2 separate regions of the Mus musculus genome follow, and region 2 is linked to region 1. A link is a contact called in public Hi-C data. All regions are on one chromosome and are shown on one strand. Each heading gives the region's core, a stretch centred on a gene start, on an enhancer-like site or on the middle of the called end of the contact. The rest is flanking DNA. Distances are from core to core; before and after follow the strand shown.

What was found. A called contact is a pair of places that touch in the nucleus more often than the background predicts.
Region 2: a contact with region 1 is called in a Hi-C map of uterus, with 1.8 times the contacts expected there. The contact joins the promoter of Tgfbi here to the enhancer-like site in region 1. A contact is called at or near these places in 3 of 39 promoter capture datasets (macrophages, maxillary cranial neural crest and second pharyngeal arch cranial neural crest), 2 of 15 datasets of contacts at CTCF or cohesin (the NIH/3T3 cell line and large pre-B cells), 23 of 484 Hi-C or Micro-C datasets (the C2C12 cell line, the N1E-115 cell line, Sertoli cells and 14 more), 14 of 115 datasets of contacts at active chromatin or transcription factors (the HPC-7 cell line, acute myeloid leukemia, bone marrow-derived macrophages and 9 more) and 1 of 9 other capture datasets (adipose tissue).

Annotation. Positions count from the first base shown.
Region 1 is chr13:56,572,794-56,579,624 of GRCm38.p6, reverse strand. No RefSeq gene overlaps it. Among named protein-coding and RNA genes, the nearest start is that of Gm32759, 9.5 kb to the left of the region's middle. Within about 2 kb of position 3,439, at least 68 of the 459 cell types and tissues checked have an H3K27ac peak or open chromatin away from gene starts, as enhancers often do. A contact at or near this core is called in the HPC-7 cell line, the N1E-115 cell line, adipose tissue and 8 more, where this site is marked.
Region 2 is chr13:56,605,796-56,613,303 of GRCm38.p6, reverse strand. It overlaps Tgfbi (transforming growth factor, beta induced), which reads right to left and starts at 3,718. Exons shown (of 17, transcript NM_009369.5): 1 at 3,524-3,718. The coding sequence starts at 3,657.

The sequences.
Region 1 (6,831 bases), core at 2,190-4,689:
ACACTCACATACACTCACACACATGCATGTACACACATATGCACACGTCCACACACACAAGCATGGACTAACACACATGCATGCACACTCACATACACTCACACACATGCATGCACACACACTCATATACACACATGCACACACAGACACACACATGCATGCACACACAAGCATGGGCATACATGCACATACCTGCATGCACACACACTCATAGACACACACACGCACACACACATACACACACAAGCATGGCTTCACATGCACACACACATGCATGCATGCACACACACTAATAGGCACACATATGCACACACACATACACACACACACACACACACACACACACACACACACTGGCTTTGCACTCACTCCCATTTCATTGGCCACAACAGACTTGTAGATACACTGCAGTGCAGTTACCTGCTGCTTAGGAGAATAGAATGTATACAATGGTTCCAAGGAGAACTCCAGGCCTTGCCCCCTTACACAGAGCTGCCTGCTGTCCCCTGCCTGTTCGTTCCTTCAGCATGCATTTTTCTACATGATTCCCAGTCTACCTTGCCCGTGATTGTCAGGATGTAGTTTGGTTGAGATAACTGGACATAATGTTTACACCCCAAGTCCATACCATAAAATGAAGATAGACAGCCAACCAAGGTGGGAATGCAGAGCAGAAGCTGAGAGCAGCTAGCCCTAAGCCTGTCCCCTGTCTGTCTGTCTGTCTCTCTCTCCTTTCCTTTTTAAAAAAAATTTATTTATTTATCTATGTATTTAATGTATATGTGTTTTCTGTCTACGTGTATGTCTACACACCAGAAGAGAGCATGGGATCCTCTGGGTCTACAGTTATAACTGGTTGTGAGCCACCATGTGGTTGCTGGGAATTGAACTCAGGACCTCTTGAAGATGAGCCAGTTCTCTTAACTACTGAGCCATCTCTCTCCAGCCCCAAACCTCTCTCTTTCAAATTCAGAAATGGAATCAAAGGAAAAACCATGTCGGCAGAATTCCAGAAGGGACCAAAAGTCTATGTCCATGCAATACCCTTCTCTTGAGTACTAAGCTGGACCTGGTAAGATGGGGGGGGGGGGATGCCATACCATGCCTCAGCTCCTTTACCAAGCAGGGAAACAGTGCAGATGTAACGGGAACAGGTCAATCCCTCTCCTCCTGGCCGCTGTGTAATGAACTTAAGTGGAGAGTACCGCGAGGCTTGGATGGGGTGTGAGTGATGTGACACATGACAGAATTCCTGATGGCTGGGAGTCCAGGTCAAGGCAGCTACAGGGCAGCTGTTGGGGCAGGGCTACTTCTGTTTCCACTATGGTGCATGGATGCTGTGTCCTCTGAAGGGAAGGAATGCTGCCCTCACTTGGCTGAAGACAGAAGGGCAAACTCCCTTTTCAAGCCCTGGTGTGTGTGTGCTCATATGTGGAGTAGTGTGTGTGGAGGGCAGAGATACCAGGAGATCTGATTCAGTATTGATGAGAGTGACAAAACGCACCTGCCTGTTCCCTCTCCTAGGTGACATCTCTACTGAGATCCTAATGAATGAGGAGTGGGGGTTGGGGATGTGGCCCGAGAGAGCAGAAAGACACTTTTCTTATTTTATTAACACAGTTTCTGTGTTTGAGATGAACATATCCACCAAAAGGAATAAATGTGTGTATGTGCTGTGTGAATAAATATATATGTGTGTAGGAGTCTTTGTGTGTGTGCGTATATAAGTATGTGTGAGTTTCATACATGTGTTAGTATGTGTCTTAGTCAAGATTTGTACTCCTGCACAAAACATCATGACTAAGAAGCAAGTTGGGGAGGAAAGGGTTTATTCAGCTTACATTTCCACATTGCTGTTCATCATGAAAGGAAGTCAGGACAGGAACTCAAGCAGGTCAGAAAGCAGGAGCTGATGCAGAGGCCATGGAGGGATGCTGCTTACTGGCTTGCTTCCCCTGGCTTGCTCAGCTTGCTTTCTTATAGAACCCAGGACTACCAGCCCAGGGATGGCACCACCTACAATGGGCCCCCCCCTTGATACTAATTGAGAAAATGTCCTCTTGCTCTCTTGTTCCTTCTCCCCCTCTCTCCCCATTCCCCTCCCCTCTCTCTCTCCACATGCTCAATACCGGTCTCTACTCCTCTGCTCCTTTGTTCTTTTAATCTCTCTCTGTCTCTCTCTGTGTTTCTCTCTCTGTCTCTCTCTGTCTCTCTCCCTCTCTCTCTCTCCCTTTCTCTGTCTCTACTACTCTCTCAACTCCCCTCCCCATGCTCTGAATAAACTCTAAAAGAGAAAGGGAGAGAGAGAGAGAGAGAGAGAGAGAGAGAGAGAAAATGTCTTACAGCTGGATCTCATGGAGGCATTTCCTCAAGGGAGGCTCCTTTCTCTGTGATAACTCGAGCTTGTGTCAAGTTGACACACAAAACCATCCAGTACAGTATATTTATGTATGTGAGTGTGTGTATATACATGTATGTGTGCATTAGTGTGTGCATGTGTGCATGTGAATATGTGTGTATGTATATAAGTTTGTGTAAGAGTGTATGTGATTTGTGTGTGTGTGTGTGTGTGTGTGTGTGTGTGTGTGTGTGTGTGTCAATACCTGTGTGAGCACTGGTTGCTTGGATTTGTTGTAACTAAGAGTTTCCAGCTGCCAAGTGGAATTAATAGAACCTGTTACTTCTCTCTTGCCCACAGCAGTCATGGGATGACTTAATGCCAAATACTCTATTCAGAATTAATTACTGGGAGCATATACATCTGAAGCCATCGTGCATCACTGACCGAAATAACAAACTTGGATATATGGGCATCTGGTTGACAGTGTGATGTCCTAAGACATGAAACAAACCGGATGGCAGACCTAGATGCTTTCACTGTATCCTGGATGAGAACCCGCTCCGAATCTGCATTTATACATGGAGTTGGCCATGTGGCCACATAAATCCTAGAGACATTCGGAGCAGATGTTGTTGAGTAGCTGGGATTCTGTAAGGACTGCATTTGAACAGAAAAGTGACACAGAGCAGGCCTTCTACATGTTCCACAGATAGAGTAATGTGGCTACTTGAAAGGAATATTTATATTGCAGATAGGCTGATTTTTAGTCAACAAATGTGATTGCTGAATTGTCTGGTCCAGGACAAGGCTGACTGTCGAATATGCAGGCATTCTGAGAGGAGGGACTAGGGCCACAGGGCAGAAGGCTGTAGGTGCCCTGTTTGTCATGGGGTCCCTTCTGCTCTTGGGTGGCAACTGAGCCCATCTCTAAGGCCCTTCCCAGTAGTGTCCACGGGTTCAGAGCCTTTTTCAAGAGAGCAGGGGTGTAACTCTGAGCTGGCCTGAAATCCCAGCCCCAGAGTCCGCTTTCTGGCAGAGTCCACGCAGAACTGCTTCATGGGATCCTCTGGGCTGTGTTTACTCCAGTGAGGCTGCTTCATCTGAAGTCATTGTTTTGATCCTCATTTGGAAGAATGTTCCAGATGTTCTTTCCTAGGGAGGAAGAACGCTCTTCTCAAACACAAATGCCTGCATTGCTGAGATAAAGTGAGTTATGTCCTGCTCCACGTGGCCTCTGGCTCCCCGGCCTGCATCCCCACCCCATCTGCCCCCTTCACGTGACCGAGTGGAATACGGCAGAATCATGGACTGGAGACTCTTCTCTCTGTAACTTGGCAAATGAAGACCTGACACGAGAGGTCTGGGGGTAAACAGATCAGAAGGAGACCTAAGCCAGACACCAGAGATGTGGTTTTCAGGCCGCACAAAGGGGAGGTTGTTTTACTTTGCTGAGATGAGCCTAGGTGCTCTGGTGAGTAAGAGCGCCCTCTTGGGCTGGGAGACTGAACTGCAGGCTAACAGGAACAAGGCTGGACAACCACCTCCGAGTGAGAGTACAGAGGAGGCCCAACTAGCTTCCTTGTCTTGGTCCTGTCTGCAAGGAGCCTCCGACTAATGTTCCTCCACAGGAGCCTACCTCAAGTTCTTCTGCATGAGACAGCCCCAAATAGCCTCTTTCAGTCTGGCAGAATGAATGTTAGACAAGAAAAGAAGACAAAAGTGTCCTCTAATGTTCCTCCACACGAGCCTACCTCAAGTTCTTCTGCATGAGACAGCCCCAAATAGCCTCTTTCAGTCTGGCAGAATGAACGGTAGACAAGAAAAGAAGACAAAAGTGTCCTTAGCTAAAAAAATCGCTTTCCTGGTTCTAGTAATTCCAAAGATCATCGAAAAGAGAGTGGGCCTTTTAGCCTTTTCTTACAGGCAGACCTGGACAGGGCACTCCCAGGCTCTCCATGATCTCAAAGATCAGCTGAGCGCTTGTCACAGACTGGTTTGTGAGCTCTGCTTGGTGATCTGTGGGAGGCACCCTGTTTTCCCTAGCACACTGTGTACTCAAATATATATATATCTAGGCAACCAGAAAGCAGTTTGAATCACACACACACACACACACACACACACACACACACACACACACGCACACACACACACACACACACACACACCCAAACCATAGACTTGGGAACACACTGCAATGGATTAGGCATGGTATTGCTAAAATTTCTTCCCTCAGGGAGATATAAACAATATCTACCTTCCTTCTATGTTTCAAGGACAAACCAAAGCATCCTTTAATCCAAGTTTACTCTGGGGAAGTGTTAGGTTCACTTATAGATTAGTGGAGGAGCCACTGTCAGCAGAGTAGTCACACTGGAAGGTCTGCACCCAGCATGCATGATGTGGAGCTAGAGTCCCCTCCTCCAGTCTATATCTCCCTACTTATATCTCAGAGATCCTGAGGCCACAAGCAGTTGGGGCAAGAACGGCATGCAAGTGGTTGGTAGGATTTTCAGGAAAAAATCCCCTGCCCTTACCTGCCTTGTTCTAAGAAACATCCATGGTCAACCAGCCCAGATGTGACTGGCTTTGGTGAGCAGTCCAGCTGAACTGGGGATGGCTGGTGTGAGGATAACCCTGGACATCACAAGCCTTCGGGGCAATTTGATGATACACAACTTTTACATTTTTATAGCATTTCAAACAGAAATGTTCTTACTGAAGATCTAACACAGACTACCAGGAAAAACCCTCCCCCTCCCTTATGAAGTCATCATAAAGTTAACCAGGGAAGCATGGCCTTTGTTGATATAATACACAGATCTTTACAGACTGGTCACTCACTGTACTTAGAAGCCCTGAGATGTCCTCAGAGCTTTGCAGTACACAAACTCGGGTGGATAACTTGGGAGCAACTCAACATTCAAGTCCTCAAGAAAATAGGTCACCCTCTAATTTCTTTAGATATTTCTTATACGTGTAAAAATTAAAATGTGTAGATTTTACTATCCTGAGAGCAAGTTGCTGAGGTCTGAAGGTATACCCCACTCCCACCCGGCAGGACAGTATTAGAAATAGGTCCTTTGATAGGTGGTTAGATTGTGGATCTGAAAGGCTCATGAATGGGAAGAGAGGCTCATGAGAGGTCTTGGTGAAAAGGCTCCACTCTGTGAGTCGGGAGCTAGTTGCTTACCAGACGCCACATCTGCCAGCCCCTTGATCTTGGAAATCCCAGCTTCCAGCCTGCAAAAAAATAAATGGCTGTTGTTTATAAGCAGCTGGGTTTATAGTGCTTCATCCAAGCATTCCGAATGGACTAACACAGCCCTTCCATTTTCCACCAGAGAACAGCGTCACGCCATGGCTTTTGATCTTTTCTCCTGGGCCAAGTTTGCTCAAGAGACATAAACTTCAGGTAATTCCTCCTGAGCCGCAGCGTGCAGAGGATGCACGATGCTGGACACTGGGGGTTTTGATGAATACCATGGGCACCACATCACCAGGGAGACATGCCCAAGGACTTAGCTTCTCATCAGCACTGATCACATTATCTAAGTATTTCTGGTTTACACAGAAGGCTTTATTTTCCTTATAAATGTTTCTGTCTTAAAGGACTTACATACCCCCCCCATAAAACAATAATAAAGATGAAATATTTGGTGAATTAGGCATGTTCCAACTTACTGCAGGGAAAAGACATGGAGACTATTTTCTAACTGAAATTTGATATTATCCTGAGTTGTGGCTACTTCCTGAAAACACGAGACAGTTGCATACATAGGCATGGTCTGGGAAAGCCTACTTCACGAGTACAATGATGTTCAGGGCACAACGTATATAAAGGCCATTTTCATCTCACCATGCCCCAGTGGAAAATCCTGGCTCTGAACTTGGACCTGTCTCAGTCTACCTCTATGCTACATTCGATTGCCTGAGCATCAACTCTCTTAGTGTGTTTGCTAAACAGGATGACATTGCCATGGATACTGGATGCTCTCCACTGCCCCATAACTTCCCTCACACAGTCTGGCACCTCCTTCCAAAGCTACCACATATGGGATCAGTTGAACATATTAGCATGTCATTTGTTCCCAACATGGGATAGGAAACCCAGAGAAAAACCTTGCTTGAAAGTAAGATCAAGAGGGAGGGGCCCTGTCTTGGGAGGGAATGGAGAGCTGGGACACGAGATTTGTCTTTGTCTTAGGACATGTTTGGGAAGTGGCATTCTGAGCTCATGGGGGAACCCTCTGGGCAAAGAAATGGATGTGGTAAAGCTGTCAGTTGAGCTAACAGAAGCCAGGGGACAAGGAGGCAAGAAAGAAGGAAGGAGACAACTTTCCCTAACCCTTGATAATAGGCACCAGGAGCCAACACTCACTGTGACCTCACAGGAGTTACACCCAGGGGGACCGCTGCTCAGCCTTCAGTTTCCTCACACCCCTGTGCCTCGTGTCACTGTGGGCCACTTGACCCCTGACACTTTCCCT
Region 2 (7,508 bases), core at 2,469-4,968, 33 kb before region 1:
TGGGTGATGACAAAGGGGAGGGAGGCTCTTCCTGAGCAGACAGCAGGGCAGGCTTCGTAAGTCAGAAAAGTAAAGACAACAGATTCAGTTTTCATGAGATGTCCGTGTTCACGCAGCTTCAGGCCCATTCAGAGGTGGGCACGATTTCTTCAATAGCAATTTCCAACACTTTAAAGATGCAATGCAGAGAGGCAGGAGGACGGCTCTGAGTTCAAGGCTTACCTGGGCTACACAGCGAGTTGAAGTCTCTCTGGACTAGCTAGTTAACAAACTAAACTAACTGTGGTCCATAGAATTCTATGAGGAGCATGGGGTCTGGGGCAGGGGATCTGTGGCTACCCCCTCATCGTTTGGGCAGTGTCCATAGCTGGATGCTTGATTGGGTGGTTGTTCCTTCTGACCCTCTATCTCTCCCCCACTTCCTTTCTATACGAAGCATACGTCTGTTTTCTGTTGTTGTTTAATAGACAAGAGTGAGCAGAGCAGTCGTGATATTAGTAAAGTCATCTTGACAGAAGACAACTGGTTAAAGGCTGGATCAGCCCACCTTAGGTGGGTCTCTCCAGGTACTTAGAGGCTCTGCAGCCAGAGATCCACACGTTTCACTCAAGGTCCTCGAATAACCCCCAGAGAGCTCCCACGGGCCACGCTCCAGCCCCCAATCATCCTCACTGCTGTACAATCCCAGAAGTTCTCCTGTCCAACTGAGCGAGCAGGAAGTAATTACTGTGGCTGAATTCCCTGCAGCTCTCCATGGGCGGCCGGCGGCTCTTCAGCGAGTCTCTGTGGATTTGGCTCCAGCATTCCTCGACTGTGTAGAGTTTCCACTGCTCCTGCCCCTGTGACAGGAGCAGAAGCTGGGGGTGGAGGTAAGCTGAGTCCACAGGAAATCTGTGCTGAAATGTGCTCAAAATGAGCAGGTCATTCCTGGGCTTCTGCCCCAAGACAACTCTGCTGGTCCACTTGCATCTGAAAACCAAGTACTTCTGGAAGTTCCATCCAGTTTCTCTCAATGCCATTCAAAAGCGTGGCCAGCTTTCACTTGCTTTGTGTTGGTGCTCCCCACTCCCATTGTTACACAGACACAGCTGGGAGCCAACAGACCACCCAGCAACCCCTCTGCTCCTACCAGCTTTCTGTGTTTGCCTCCTAAGCATCAGTTTCACCTTCTGTAAAATAGGAATTTTGCAGTGGCTGGGGGCAGGGGCATGAGGAGGCAAAGGCAGCGGGGCCATGAATGACTGTGCACTACTGCCCAGTGGCTAGGTACAGAGTCCTTCCCCTCTCTCACGGGACACCCTGCACTTCCCCAAACTTCCCTTTTCTCCAGCTCTCACTTTGAATCAAGGGCTGGAGCTGGAACAAGGTTATCCATCTGCACAAGGTACCACACCCATGTGTGCAAGGCCAGGCAGTCCCGTGGTTTTTCAGGGACAGTTAGGTCAGAGTAAATGCAACTATGTAACAATGCCTGTAACCATTTGCCACTGCTTGTGTGCCTCTGGGGAATCCAGATTCCCCTTAGAGAAGGGTGCTGCTGTGGTCTTTCTCATATTTATTTTGAGATGGGATCTCCTTTTGAATTGCCCGCCTCTTTTTCCAGCCTCAGGAGTAGATGGGATGGAAGGTATGCATCCTCCCGCTCAGCACATCATCTCTTGATCCATCAGCCTATTGTAGATTACTTGCTACAAGTTTTCCAGCTCAGGGCAAGAACCTCAGAGAAGTGAATCGAAATCATTCGCTCATTTTGTGTTTGTTGGAAGCACATGCCACAGTGAGCTTCCCACAACATTTGGAAGGCTGGTTCACTTATTCCATGTGGGTCATCAGGCTTGGCAGCCCGGACCTTAGCTGAGCCACCTCACTGGTCCACATCTGAAGTTTCTTAAAGCACTGGTTTTCCTGACAGTGTCCTGGGCTCTGAAGGGAAGGAGGCTGGCCTCAGAGATAGATCTTACACGATATCTCTAGAGACCTTTCACTGTGGCTGTTGACATTGCAGCTCTGGGTTACGACACTGCAGGGTGACCTGTGGTGATCTTAGTGGTTAGGAGGAAGGAGGGAACAGAACTGAATGCAACATTCAAGAAAGGCAGTGGGACCCAAAGGTGAACCGGGCAGGGATGAGAGATGCTCTGGCTTTCCATGTTTGGCTCTGAGGCTTCAAATCTGCATTTTTCCTATCTGCCCTCTCAATCCTTCATACCCACAGCCTAAGTTAAAATATGACCCAAGGACCTTTTCCACTGCCTGTCTCCTTTCAGGAGGCCGTGAAGCCTGGCTTGGTTCTGTTCTGCCTGTGGCCAGTCCCGCACCCAGCAACTTGTTTTGCCCCAAGCACTGAACATCTGGGGGGGCTACAAGAGACTGGAAAGCCACATGCAGAAGAAAGGTAACTTCTCCCTAAAATTCGCATCCTTTACTCGAGTCCAGAGTCTACCCAGTTGCTGGAGGCTGAAGCTGTGTCTGGGTCTAAAAAGACAACCGCCACTGGCCACATGGTTTGTTTTTCCTTTAGATCTGAATATAGATCTGTGTAGTCTGTTGGAGAGTTGGGAATAGCCTGGGGTGCGAATGCCTGATCATGGGCACCAGGCCTCCCCGGAAGTCAGTACTCTACTTTTCCCATAGAGTTTTCCTCTAGTATAAATGATGTTCATACACCCAGGTAGTCTGGACATGCAACAAAGCTGGGCTCTGTTTGGAGCAGGCATGACCTGGTTGTGTGTAGAAATACCATGCCAGGCTCTTCATCAGGGCAAAGCCTTGGCCAGAGTGCGTCTCCGAAAACTTACACATCTGCAACATCTCAGAGAAATACCTGAAGCACCAATGTCCCACGTTTACAAAGCTGCCTGTCGCTTTAAGACAGATGCCAGTCCTGACTCCAGGACATACTGCAGGGCAAAATGGTTCCTTCTCAGGACTCGGTTTCCCAATCTGTCTAGCATGTATAAAGGGTGGTGAAGCCTCCTGCTCTACATCTTTGGCCAGCAAGCACTGTTGGTGTTGAGTGTTTGGGTGCAGAGCAATACCAAATGCATAGGAGTAGTGGGCACCTAGCTAGGGTCCTGCCACCAGGTATGACCAGTAACACTCCTGGAATCAATGGACAGTGACCTGCCTGGTTTTCCCCTCTATGGTAGGTAGGTACTGTCTCAGGGTGATGGTGATTCTGCGTTGAGAGCTGCCAACGCCCCCTTCTACCTAGAGTCAAGAAAGGAGACTGATAGTCCCCTAGACTGTTTCATGCACTTTTGTCTGACTCTGTGGTCACTGGCCAGTGCCCCCAACCCTTTCTTCACAAACTGTTCCACTGTGTCCCCTTATCTCATCAACCTCCACGCAGGTTTGGTCTTTCTATGCAATGGCTAATATTCCTTCGGGCTTTGTCGTCCCCCACCTCCACTCCCCCGCGCGCGCACCCCTGGCCAGGTATGATGTCCCCAGCTGAGCACACTGGCAGTTCAGTGACCTGTCCTATGCTCACGCCTCCCATCACAGAGCGGCTGGGACTTACCCGTGCTGGCGACCCCGGAGCCGGCTATGCTGCAGCACCAGCTGGTAGGGTGACTTGGCGGGACCTGCAAGGGTCCCAGCGGGGCCCACAGACAGTGCCAGAGCGAGGGTCAGCAGTCGCATGAGGAGCGCCATGGAGCTGGAGCACGCGCGGACCCACGATGAAAGCAGGCGCGGGCGGTGCTGGTGAAGTGAGAGCAGCGGGGCAGCGCGCGCTGGGTTTAGTAGCCCGAGGGAGGGAGCGGCAGAGGGAGGGGAAGGGCAGCCGGCGCCTCCCAGACCACGCCACTACTAAGCACCCGCGCCCTCCTGCACCGCCCAGCTCACACACCCCCTCCCACTTCGCACAAAGTGCGGGTCCAAAGGAACTAGTCCTCAAGTTTCAGTTTCTTAAGGTGTTCATGCTTAGAGCCCGAAGATAGCTCTCTAGCAGACTGCAGGAAGCCAGAGGGTCTGTGCTGACTCCCTCACACTTAGGCACGGACAGACTGGCCTCTGCAGTCCAGATGCATCAGCCCTGCTGATACACTGTAGAGGAGGAGTAAGTCTTCCTGTTGACAGACCGTAGAAAAGTGGGAAGGGTGGGGCTCACACCTTGGCATTCAGGAATCCCTCACCTGGCTTCAATAAAGATCTGTGAATGTGAGGTAGATGCTGCCAAGAGATAGATCGGCTAGGAACCATGCCTTGGATGAGCTTGAAATATGCCAACGGTCACATGGTAGGGAGGTGAGAACTCGCCCTAGCATCTATTAACCACCCTCCCCTTACCTGCTTCTACTAGTCCCAGGGGTGAGCTCTCAGTGCTTGGGAGAACATGGGCCTAGCAAAGATGTAGAGAGGCAGCTGGGGCATTAGGAGTCTGGAGTAGGCACCTGACCTAGGCACAGTATGGCACAGTATGGCAGCGGCCGCTTTTAGATCTGAAGGCAGAACAGGATTTGGCCAGGCCAAAGGAGGATGGTTTAAGAGGACCCAGGCATCCAGTTCAGCAAAGCGCGCTGGGTGGAGAGTAGAGCAGAAAACAGCAGTGTATCATCAGGGCTCCAAGCTAAGAATCTGCCAGTGTTGAGGAAGCAAGGGAATGGCCCAGTTGATGTCCTGAGCAGGCAGCAGGAGGGTCGAGTGAGCAGGAGGGGACCACATTGGAGCTTGAGCGACTGTGGTGGAAGTGGAGAAGGGATGGACGTATGTCTAGAAGAAGACAATAGTCTCAAGGGAACATAGGAGCTACAGGTGCTGGTTCACCTTGATTGCCCACTGGGTTGGGCTGGCAAATGCCCAGGGGCATCGGCGAAGCTCATCACTGAATGGTGTTTTGGGAAAAACAGTGGTCCAAAGGTAAAGACCCGTCTTGAATGAAGGTGGCGTCATGCCATGGGATAGGGTCATGGGTTGAATAAAAGGGGGGGGGTGGATAAGGTGAACATGAACATCCCACACTCTGCCTGGCAACCCAGAGAGATGTGAGCACTCGGCCTCCTGCTGCCTGCCTTCCCAGCCACAAGGACTGTGCTCTGAACTGTGAGCTGAGACAAAAGACAAACCTCCTCTCCTGAACTGCTTCTTGTCAAGCCTTGTCCCTGCAGTGGGAAAAGCCACTGGTACACCATGTGCCTAGGGACAAAGAAGAATCAGGGATACATAAGGTGTTTGAGTTCCGGACACTGTGGTGGCTGCTGCTGCTGCTGCTGCTGTTTTTCATAAGAAGGGCACGGAGATGGGTGTCTGTTGCCAGGGACGGATGAGTAGCTTGGGACCTGATGAGTTTGAGGTGCACATGACTCATCTCGATGGAATGTCCACAGACAGCCCAATCCAGGGCTCCAGGGAAGGGTAAAAGGTGGAGATCCAGATCTGGAAGCCATTCTTTAATGAGGGGACAGGGAGCAAGAGGCATCAGTGATTTGCTGGAGGGGAGGTCCAAGCAGAGAGTGGTCCCTCGAAGGATGCTAATAACCGAGTGGGTGGAGGTGGGAGATGCAGTGGGAGGAAGGAGGCCTTGATGGAGGAACAGAGAGAAAGGCTGCACACAGAGCACACCTAAGCAACATTCGCTCTGCTAGAAAGCAAGCCGCATCTCTGAATCCGATGAGTGTCTGGTCTAGGGTGCCGGAAAACATCCGGAGAGAGAGAGTCAAGTGCGGGCTGGATCCCAGAAAGCCTCCCTGGAGGCCAGGAGAGGTGGCCGTGCTAACTTGGGGAAGAGTCTGGGAGGCACACTTTCCACCTTCCAGTCTAGCACCCCCATCTCCCGAGAGATGGAGGAGGGGTCTGAGCGAGGCTAGTTAGTGATCTCACCCATCCTCACTCCCCTCTCCATAAAACTAACATTCGATGAGTCGAGTTTTTCCATGAGCTCAGTACGGGGATCACAGTAATGCTTCAGTTACTGTTTAGATATTTTTAAAAATTCCACCGCAGGCTCCACACTGCCCCAAACCATAAAAGGCAGTAATGTAAACATACCCCCCCATGGTAATAGCTGCTGCTTCAAAGAGGGTGATGTTGCTGGTGATGTTGCTGGGTAGGGAGGCCCTCCAGCCCCATGACCTGGAGGCACCAGGGCAGAACACAGACCTTTCATTTGAGAAGCTTTTTTTTTTCTTTCTTTCCACGGAAGAAAATCTAAACAAGAGAAAACGAGGCTTGTTTGGAACAATAATTACTAGACCTTTACAAGGTACTTTAGAAAAATAGCTGCTTTGTGTTTAGTGGCACAACCAAGCTCACCAAGAGCTATTTGAAAACAACTTCAGACTGTGCAGACAGTGGCCCTTCAGCAGCAAAAGACAAGCTAATGTTTCCAATGAGCCTTTGCATGGGATCCTGTGTTTATGGACGTGAAGGTGGGCATCAGGCCAGCTCAGGCTCTGCTCCTCCCACCCCCAAGTTCCCGGTGAGATGCTTGAGCATCAAGGGAAACGGTCAAAGCTTTTCCAGAGGACACTCAGCCCCTCCAGACTGCCCCGTGTGCAACCTAGAAGGAATGGGAAATTAAACCAACATGCTTCTTTTGTCACGCAGCACCGTGCTCCCGTGCGTGCGTGCGTGCGTGCGAGTGAGGCGCGTAGGCGAGAAGCAGCAGCCCTGTTTGTGACACTTAAGGGCTGACTAGGGATCTAGGTGAGCTTTCCAGAGCTCTCCCACAGCCTTGCCACTCCAGGTGTGACGTGCGGAAAGGCAGCATCCCCAACATTGGAGAATGCGTTAGGAAAGCGGCCCTCTGCAGACCCACAGAGTGAGGCTCCACATTTTGACAGGGTCCCTTAGTGAGGTTCCCTAGAAGCCCTGGCTCCTGTTAGATGTTAGATGGGCAACCTTCAGGTGAGGATAAGGTATGAATCAAATGATTGACCCAAAAGGAATAAAGTGGAGTATTTACCCCAGAAAAATCTCAGCTCATGTTGAGGTTAGCTCCCATGTGGATGACCATCAAGGTGTGGCCACCAAGTGGCTTTTCCTCTAAGTCTTCTTGTTGATAGTGACCCCTGCACTCTGCACAGGGACAGGAAATTGGGCTCCAGGTCGTCTTCTTCCCTCTACCCCATCCATCCTCACTCATTTCCAAGGCTCCAAGGGAGGCTAGGACAGACCAAGATTTGTGACAGTTGGGTCTTCAGACAAAGCCACAGCTTTGGACTTCCCAGCCAATGGAAGCAGCAGCTGTCACAGCCCCAAAGCAATACTAGGCTTCCAGGTTTTGCCCCTAACGGCACCAGGCTCCAGGTTTGCTCTGCTCAATGGCTTGCTGTTTTCCTGTCTCCAAACACTGGTTTTCTTCATGAGAGTTTGCCAAATGTTACTCGCTGGTTAGAACCCAAATTTGTTTTCCAGGGAAATTGATTTTTCATAAGAGAGCTTCATTGATTTGGCTCAGCTGAAATCGCTGAGAAAAACCCAGGGCATCCTTGGGGTTGCTTTAACTGCCTAACCTCAAATACCTCTGCAGAGTGATGCCCAAGGTCTGTGGTTGGCTGGCTTGT